2 separate regions of the Mus musculus genome follow, and region 1 is linked to region 2. A link is a contact called in public Micro-C data. All regions are on one chromosome and are shown on one strand. Each heading gives the region's core, a stretch centred on a gene start, on an enhancer-like site or on the middle of the called end of the contact. The rest is flanking DNA. Distances are from core to core; before and after follow the strand shown. Region 1 has its middle 85 kb from the start of A830018L16Rik. Region 2 overlaps Prex2 (phosphatidylinositol-3,4,5-trisphosphate-dependent Rac exchange factor 2).

The links. A called contact is a pair of places that touch in the nucleus more often than the background predicts.
Region 1: a Micro-C map of embryonic stem cells shows a contact between it and region 2, with 4 times the contacts expected there. The contact joins two enhancer-like sites. A contact is called at or near these places in 1 of 484 Hi-C or Micro-C datasets (embryonic stem cells) and 1 of 9 other capture datasets (adipose tissue).

What each region holds. Positions count from the first base shown.
Region 1 is chr1:11,326,817-11,331,378 of GRCm38.p6, reverse strand. No RefSeq gene overlaps it. Among named protein-coding and RNA genes, the nearest start is that of A830018L16Rik, 85 kb to the left of the region's middle. Within about 2 kb of position 1,723, at least 103 of the 459 cell types and tissues checked have an H3K27ac peak or open chromatin away from gene starts, as enhancers often do. A contact at or near this core is called in embryonic stem cells, where this site is marked.
Region 2 is chr1:11,149,528-11,154,205 of GRCm38.p6, reverse strand. Prex2 (phosphatidylinositol-3,4,5-trisphosphate-dependent Rac exchange factor 2) reads right to left here. Exons shown (of 40, transcript NM_029525.1): 19 at 4,311-4,396; 20 at 527-663. Among named protein-coding and RNA genes, the nearest start is that of Gm24173, 18 kb to the right of the region's middle. Within about 2 kb of position 2,690, at least 7 of the 459 cell types and tissues checked have an H3K27ac peak or open chromatin away from gene starts, as enhancers often do. A contact at or near this core is called in embryonic stem cells, where this site is marked.

The sequences.
Region 1 (4,562 bases), core at 474-2,973, 180 kb before region 2:
TGATATGCACTCACTGATAAGCAGATATTAGCCCAGAATCTCAGAATACCCAAGATACAATTCATAGACCACATGAAACTCAAGAAGGAATACCAATGTGTGGATACTTCGATCCTTCTTAGAAGGGGGAACAAAATACCCATGGAAGGCGGTAAAGAGACAAAGTGTGGAATGGAGACTGAAGAAATGACCATTCAGAGACTGCCCACCTCCCCAGGGATCCATCCCATATATAATCACCAAACCCAGCCACTGTAGTGGATGCCAACAAGTGCTTGATGATAGAAGCCTAATATAACTCTCTCCTGAGAGGCTCTGCCAGTGCCTGAACAATACGGAAGTGGACGCTCACCGCTATCCATTGGACTGAGTATAGGGTCCCCAATGAAGGAGCTAGAGAAAGGACCTAAGGAGCTGAAGGGGTTTGGAGCCCCATAGGAGGAACAACAATATGAACTAACCAGTACCCCCAGATTTTCCAGGGAGTAAACCACCAACCAAAGAGTACACATAATGGGACTCATGGCTTCAGCTGCATATGTAGCAGAGGATGCCCTAGTCAGACATCAATGGGAGGAGAGGCCCTTCATCCTGTGAAGCCTCTATGCCCCAGGGTGGGAGAATGCCAGGTTGCTGAGCAGGGGGATGGGGAAGGGAATAGGGGGAGGGTGTTTTTCAGAGGAGAAACCCATAACAGTGATTACATTTGAAATATAAATAAAGAAAATATCCAATTTAAAAAAAAAAGAAATCTTAAAAAAAAAAAGGAAAAAAGAAGAAAAAAAGAACAAAAGAAAACACTAATAAACAAATTAACTTGGAAGAGGAAAATCTCAAGGACTCTTAACCGGAGTCTACAGGCAGCTGATGTTGCCTGAGGGAAGAGGAAGCAGGCATTCCTGTGGCTGAGCCTTCTAATACCAAGGTGTGTCCCCTCCCCCTCAGCCTTGAGTAAGCTAAACAAATCCCTGATGGTTTTACAATCTGGCTTTAGTTGCATGTGGCCTCACCACATTTGCAATTCCCTACCAGAGTTTTGTGGAGTAGACTGCCTGGAGAGCTTGCTTTGCAACTCAATCCAGCTAAAACAAAGGATGAGGCTGTGGGTTTTCACAGAAAATTAAACTTTGAGCCTTGATCATAAACCTTTGTTTTGGCTTCATCCTTCTCTCATGCACCTGGGCTTTTTCATTTCCAGCCTCTCTTTCAGGTACCCAAAGCTGCTGGACAGCTACGCCAAGGAGTGAAAACTGAAATATCTTGCACATACAAGCAGCACTTAACAGGAACAGCATGTTTATACACATACATGTGTGTTTGTATGTGTGTATAATAAGAAAGAAAAAGCTATGAATTTGATAGGGAGGAAGGGACATGGGAGTGGTTGTGGGGAGGAAAGAAATGCAGAAAATGATACATTTATATTTTAATTAAAATGTAAAAGCTAACAAAAACGATTTGTTGCCGACAAAGTGTAAACAAATTAAAAGGAGATGGTACCCCAATTTGTCATTAGGGCTTTGTAGAGCCTGAGAAACGGCTTGGCACTCACACAAAGACCAGTGGGGGAGGGGCGCCACTGCCCACCATTTCCACCACGTGACCCACCGCTGCCGAGGGACCCACAAACTTTAAACTAAGTGAGCTGTGCCACTTCCGCACGCCTTATAGGCTGGGCTTCCACGCTCCCATTCACTGGTTCGCTAAAAATCCCGACGCAGACACCGGCATACCATTGGTAGGGCTTGTCAGTGGGGGAAAGGCCTCCAGGTCCCGGAGCAGAGCCTGGCCAGTACTGCCTGAGCTAGCGTTCCAGCTGACATGAAGCGGAGACATTGCCCATCTGGATCTTGTTCTCCCGAAAGTTGCTCTCTCTCCTCAGGGCCCTAGCAGCCGGCTGAAACCCCTGGCCAGGGTGGAGCACTTTCCACAGTAAGTCCAGGACCTCCTGGGTAGCCACTAGAGTCATGACGACTTGGGCACTCTAGCCTGGCTGATTTCCTTTTTGGATTCTGAACTGTTCTCGGGACGCCAGTACGAACATCAAGAACTTTCAGAACATGGGCAATAACGTATCTTTAAACGTACCCCCAGATACACTGCTGGGATGTCTCCTAGAACATCTTAAGTCTTTGAAGCTGATGCCTCCTTTAAAGGCATCAAAATTAAAACGATCTTAACACATACTGCCAGCAAACCGGTAAATAGGAGGAGGTTATCTATGTAAAATCTTTTCATTCATCTCCGTCCCAACCCCGCTATGTGTTCTTCTGCTCTCCAACTCAACTTCTGTTAGCCACGAATCCTGCACAACTCCCACTAGATGATACCACAATACTGGACCCAGCATATGAACCACCTCCTTTTTGCCATAGACCTGCTTCTGCACCGTTTAGAACCCAAACTGCTGCCTCAGTTTTCCCCCACCGAGACTCCCCAGGGTCTGCCACCAGCTCTCTTCCTTCTGCCCCAACTGCAGGTCCCTCCTAGCACCTACTTTCACATGCCCTATCACTCGCTGTAAGGCCACGACCAAAACCCCAAACTCTCCACCCCTGGAAGAATCCGACCCAGCGACTGTCCTTCCCTTAAGGGAAGTTGTGGGGGTAGATGGTCTGATCAGAGTACACGTTCCCTTCTCACTGAGCGAACTTTCTCAGATAGAGAAGAGATTGGGCTCCTATACTTCTAATTCTTCTGCCTTTATCAAAGAATTTCAGTATATCACTCAGTTGTACAGCTTGACTTCTCATGATATACACATGATACTTACTAACAATTTGCTTCCTGAGGAACTCGGGCAAGTTTGGGAACAAGTGAGAGCACATGCAGACGAGATTCATCAAACAGATAGAGCATATTCAATCTGATCGGAGACAGTACCTGACGTGGATCCTCAGTGGAATTATAATTCTGCAGGTGGTATTCTAGCCAGGGACAGGTTTGTTACATGTCTTTTGGTGGGTCTGAGAAAAGCAGCTTTAAAGCCGGTAAATTTTGAAAAACTTCAAGAGGTTGTCCAAGATAAACAGGAGAATCCATCTCATTTTCAGAACACCTTAAAGGGGCTCTATTGCAGTATACCAATCTGGACCCTGAGAACCCAGAGGGTAAACAACTCTTAATGACTTACTTCTTTTCCCAGAGCTACCCCAACATAAAAGCTAAACTTAAGAAATTGGAGAGGGGACCCTTGACTCCACAGACAGAAGAAGTCTTGGCGCTGGTCTTCAAGGTGTACCATGGGAGAGATGATAGGTTTCACGAACAGTAGTACAATATGCTGGCAAAGGCTGTCCGACCAGCCCCAGCTGCTACCCCGAGCTCGTGGTCTCCTAAGACCCAGGGACCACCAGGCACCTGTTACAGATGTAGTCAACAAGGTCATTGGGCCAAAGCCTGCCCTAGTCCCCGCAAGCTGAGGGGGGCATGCCCTAGGTGCCATATCAAGAGGGACATTGGACTGTTGAATGCCCCCATGTTACACAAAACAGGGGGGCATCACTCCCAGATAACCCTCCAACCGATATCCTAGAGTTGGCTTTGGCTGACTGACAAGACCCAGGCTCCTCTGACCTGACCACTGCCATCACGAACAGAGAGCTTAGGGTAGACATCATGGTCTGTGGGCGACCCATCTCTTTCCTTTTGGACACTGGAGCCATTTACTCCGTCCTAACGGAGTTTTGGGGGCCCACATCTCCCTCTCGTTTTCCTGTGTCGGGGTAGGAGGACAACCTTTTACTTCCTATATCAGACCCCACCACTCAATTGCATTTTCAGGGGTGTACCTTTCACCCATTCCTTTTTGGTAGTGACCACATATCCTGTCCCCTTGTTGGGAAGAGACCTCCTATCTAAGCTGGGAGCCTCTATTTCTTTTGCTCCCCATATTCACCTGAACTCAACCTCACCAGCAGTTCCTCTGGTCCTCCTTTTAGCCAGCCAACCTACTAACAATACCATGTCATTCTCTTTACCAGCCTCACAGGTTGATCCCCGAGTCTGGGACATCCAGAACCCCTCTGTCACTAAACACCATTCGCCTGTTGTCATCCAATTGTTGGACCCTACCAGGTATATCACCCAGGCTCAATACCCTCTCTCCCTCCAGAGCCTCAGGGGACTCAAGCCGATCATCTCTGACCTGTTGAGAAACAAACTCCTTCTCCCTACCTCTTCTCCCTTTAACACCCCTATACTTGTGGTAAAGAAACCCAACGGTGCCTATTGTTTAGACCAGGATCTCAGACGTATCAACTCTCCACCCGGTTGTGGCTAACCCCTACATGCTTCTTTCTACTATCCCCTCAGGTACTTCCCATTTCTCAGTTGTAGATCTTAAGGATGTGTTTTCCTCTATTCCTCTAGATGTTCAGTTACAAAACATATTGGCTTTTACCTGGACAGATCCTGATACCCACTTTTCTACCCAACTGACCTGGACTGTTTTACCTCAGGGATTCTGGGATAGCCCACACCTTATTGGGCAGGCCTTCCTAAATCTAAGATCATACTTTACATAGATGATGTCCTTCTCTGTAGCCCTTCTCTAGAAATCA
Region 2 (4,678 bases), core at 1,441-3,940:
AGTTAAATCCATTTACCTAAATAACTGTATCTAAAACTTAATTCTATAAAATCTAGATTTTCTCATAGATTTGTTACAAAGAGTATATTTATACACTCTTGATCACTTTATATTCTAAAGTATGTCAAGAAAATACTTCATAACTACAGATTTAATATTGATAAACCCTTACGAATAAGAAGGACGGAGGGAGGAGCTTATCTAGCTTTCATGTGGATCTGGATACAACATCTAGGAACAATTGGATTTGAAAGAGAGAGAAGGACTGAGGGAAGAAAGAACGATGCCTCAGAATAGATTTTTAAATAAGTGATAAGACCTCAAAAATAAAATGTAATGACAAAATACAACTATTTAAACACATCTAGTACTTTAGGATTGAATAATAAGATAAATCTGTCATAATGAGATTCACGGTCCTGTGTTTAAATTAGAAGAAAATTGGAAACCAAATTTGTGTGCACTAGTCCGTGACACCCCTAAGAATTTCATGCAAGTGTTCAATGAACTCTAATCTCATCTTTACCTTCATTGGCCGTTTGTATTTCCGGCAGGCTGTGACATGTGCGATGACACTGGCATGTGTCTCTTTGCTGACATTGATTCCATTCACTTTGATAATACACTGTCCTGGATGAAGGCCAGCTGCTGCAGCCACAGTACCTTTAAATATCAATGAGGACTATTGTCAAAGTCAAATGTCAGCAAAAGGATTCATCTTTATCAGATGCAGACCAATGGAAGCACGTTTAAACATCTCAAAGCGTAACTAAAATATTCCTGATGAATCTGGTTCAGATAGCAATGGCCCTCACTCCTACCAGTTCTTTACCAGTGATCTAGACTGTGATTAATAGACTATTCCACTGTCTCCGAAAGGATTATTTGGAGGGAATAGCACATAGCGATATATCCTTTCAGTTGCTGATCAGCCATTTCCCTTTCTTATGTCGAGTCAATCTAACTTTCTAAATCTATAGTGAAACAAAAGTCTGAAAGACCAAAAGCATGCACTTTACTTAGTTTACTAAATCCATAGGTACTAAAATAATTACTTTTGTTTTTAAAAGCCAATAATTTAATGTACATATAAAATTAATTCTTTAAAACTCTTGCAGACATTTTTTTTTCTGTGTGGGTGTGCATGTTCATGTGAGTGTATATAAGTGTATGGGGTATGGATTTGCCAGTATGTGTGTGTGTGTGTGTGTGTGTGTGTGTGTGTGTGTGCGCGCGTGTGTGTGTGGTATGTGTGTGTGTGTGTGTGTGCTTGCATACATAGACAAGAGCATTTCTTAGATTACCTTTCCATATATTTTTTTGAGTCAGGCTTTACCACCCCTCCTGGGGGAAAATTATTAGCTAGATTGGCTGTCTAGCAATCCCCAGACACCATCCTGCTCCTGCCTCCCCGGTGCTAGAATTATAGGGGTGCACTGAAGATATTAGCTTTTCTATGTGATTGCTGGAAATCCAAACTCTGGTTAACAAACAGTTCAAGGACTTCAACTGAATCATCTCTTTAGCCTAAATAGAGCAATTCCTAATGGAAAAAAGTCAAGTCAATTAGCAATCACAACTGGTTGTTTGAAGGTAAATGGGAGTTTGGGAGCCAGAGAATGTGTGAACAATTAAGCAATTATCGGTCATCCATTCACTTTGAGTCTATAGGTGCATAACTGTGTACCTATGGAAATGTACCTAAGCAAATATGTAAGTGGCATGTCCTAACTGGATACTTAAGATTTTCCAACACAAACACACACACACACACACACACACACACACACACACACACACACACATTATACCAATGCCCATAAAACTTACCATACAGTAGAAAATATTCCCCCTGCAAACAATATACTGATAAAAGAATCATAAACAGATTTAAAAACTTTTATACTTAAAACACTTTATTCTCTGTTCAGTCCCCTCTAAGGTTAATTCTTAAAAATGTTTTTTTCTACACTGAATTAATCCTTAGGTAAGGCAAATATTTCATCAGTGAGTAATGCTTTAATTCGGAAAAGCACTCGGCCATAAGCAGTTCTATTTGTGTGCAAGCTTAGAGTTAGTGAGGGTGGGGGGACATGTGAGATAGACTGGATAAGTAGAGGAGTGACCCCCTCTCAGGAGTCATCCCTGGAGTTTGAACTTTATTATACTTGGAGGATATGAAGGACATATGTTTCACAGCCTGAGTGTCTGGGAGGTAAGGAAGAAGTGTATCTTGGGAGACATAGGCAAGTGTGAGAAGGAGAAAGAGCCAGCAGGGCAAGAACCTGTTTAAAAAAAAATGGCTGAGAAGCACGAAGGGCTCATGGGGACAGAGATGACATCAGGACATATAGTTCTGTGAAGCCTGCAGACAGCAGGGCAGATGTGTTTTGGTGTCTCATTTTGTTGCTTTTTCTCTCCAGCTATTCTGAAGAAAGAGCCAGGAAGGTGCTCAGACTGATCCAAGGCTGAACTCTAGTGGCCTGGGAGCAGCAACACTAGCAAGAATGACCACAGTGGCCCTTTCTTGGGGCATAATTTGCTTGATAATGAATCACCACTGGGTTTAAAAAAAAAAAAAAGCCTGAGACCAAAAACACAAAAGATTCCCCATTCCCAGACTTTCCCATTTGAGAAACAAAAACCATGAACCCAGAGGCCACACACTTAGAAGTCAGCAGAGGCCACACACTCAGAAGTCAGCAGAGGCCACACACTTCAGAAGTCAGTGAAGGACTACACCTCTGCACACTGCTCTATGCATTTAGGCTAGCAGTGCCTGTCCCCAAGGATGAGACAAACTTCCCTCACAGGTAGTAAAAACAGAAACCATATATGTGTTAGCTCAGTACATGTCTGTTCCAGTGTTGAAAGACCTTTAAATGTGGAAAGGCATTAAATGTTTACCCATTGTGGAAATCTAAGTGGAACGTTACTTCTTTTGAAAGAACATTTACTTTTGAATCATACATGCATTGGTTAATTTTATAGTACAATTTTGGTTCTGAAAGAAACACCCTTTCAAAATGTCTCTGCTTCATGCTTGAGTGACCATATGGTGATGTATTAATTTCTTAGTACTACAAATATGACCTTCCCCGTATTACATAAGTGTGAGACTTTCCCTGTTCACAAAGGCCCTTCTTGCCCCAGCAGCCAGGACATTTGTTCTGTGCAACACTCAGAAATCTCTACTCCCTTTAGTGGTGTCAGAAAGATATAAAAATACAGATTGCAAGAGCTTTTTATTTGCCTTCCAAATAATTTCATAAGAATAAGTAGGCTTTTAGTCACTAAAATTACTTGGTTAAGAATGAATTTCAAAATGAAATTTTTTGAGGACTCAATGGAAAACGTTGAAGGAAATATATTGCAAGATGGTATCAAGACCAGAACTCTCTACAAAACTTGAAAACTCTCATTTTTAAGTTATTGAACAAAGCCCCAAATTTTATTTGATGCTAAGAAAAACACAAATAGAACACCTTAAAATCATTAATTTAAACCAAAGTAGACCAATAAATAAATAAATAAATAAATAAATAAATAAATAAATAATCATGACTGAGGTTGTCATTCTTCAATCAGATTTGTAACAATAATAATATAATTGAGAATTTGGGAGGGGCTGTTTTTTTATTTATTTGTTCATGGGGTTTTCTTGTATGTGGCTATATGTGCATTCACACGAGCAGGCATGTGTGTGTGTGTGTGTGTGTGTGTGTGTGTGTGTGTGTATGCATATGTCGAGGGCCAAAGATTTTCCTGGAGTACACCAGTTTTTTAGCAAGGTTTCTCACCTGAAATTCGCCTTCAGACTGTATTAGACAGCCAGCAAGCCCAGGGGATTCTGGAGTCTCTGTGCCCACCCCTCCCCCCAGCTGGGATTAAAGCTGAGTGCTAGCACACAAAGGTCTGTTTTGTATTTTGTTTTTAATGTGAGAGTTAGAGATCAGAATTCACAATCTCTGTTTGGGGGCCAGTACTTCACCTATGCAGCCATCTCTCCCATCTCCTTTTTGTTTTTTTGAGAAAGGTCTCACTCTTGCCTGAGTAAGCTAGTGTCAGAACGTAAATCAATCCTTCTACCTTGGCTTTCCTGAGTACTAGCCATGTAGACATGAGAAAGGACATACAGATTGAAGTTTGAGATTTTATTTTGATGTATGATTTTCAGAATGTCCTTTTCATGCATTACTTCAGTGAAAGGGGTCCATTCCTAGCACTCTGAGGACTCCCTTCAGTTGGACAGGGAAGAGCCAAAGGACCTGCTGGTGCACTTCTGGATGCAGCAGCAAAGAATGTCTCACCTCTTCCCACCGCATGCACAACTGAAGGTCCAAAGCCTCTGATCTGGAAACCAAGCCCGTCTGCAGAATCTGGAATCTTAACGGTCCTAAAAGTAACCAGAAAATACAGTGAGACAAATGTAACCCCACAGTTGGTTCTGCAGGCACTCATCTACACCTCCTCTCAGATGGCAGGAAGGAATTTGGAGGTAGTGGCTCCTCCAGCTGAGACAGCTCAGGGCCCTCAACAGGATGTAAATAGAATGGTAGTGGTAGACTCCAGATGGGCTCCCCAGCTCAGGCCCCCAAAACAGAATGTAAAGAACAATAGGTGTTAGAGGTCACTCCAACTAGGTCAACTGCAGAGAAACTTCCTCACCAGGGAGCAT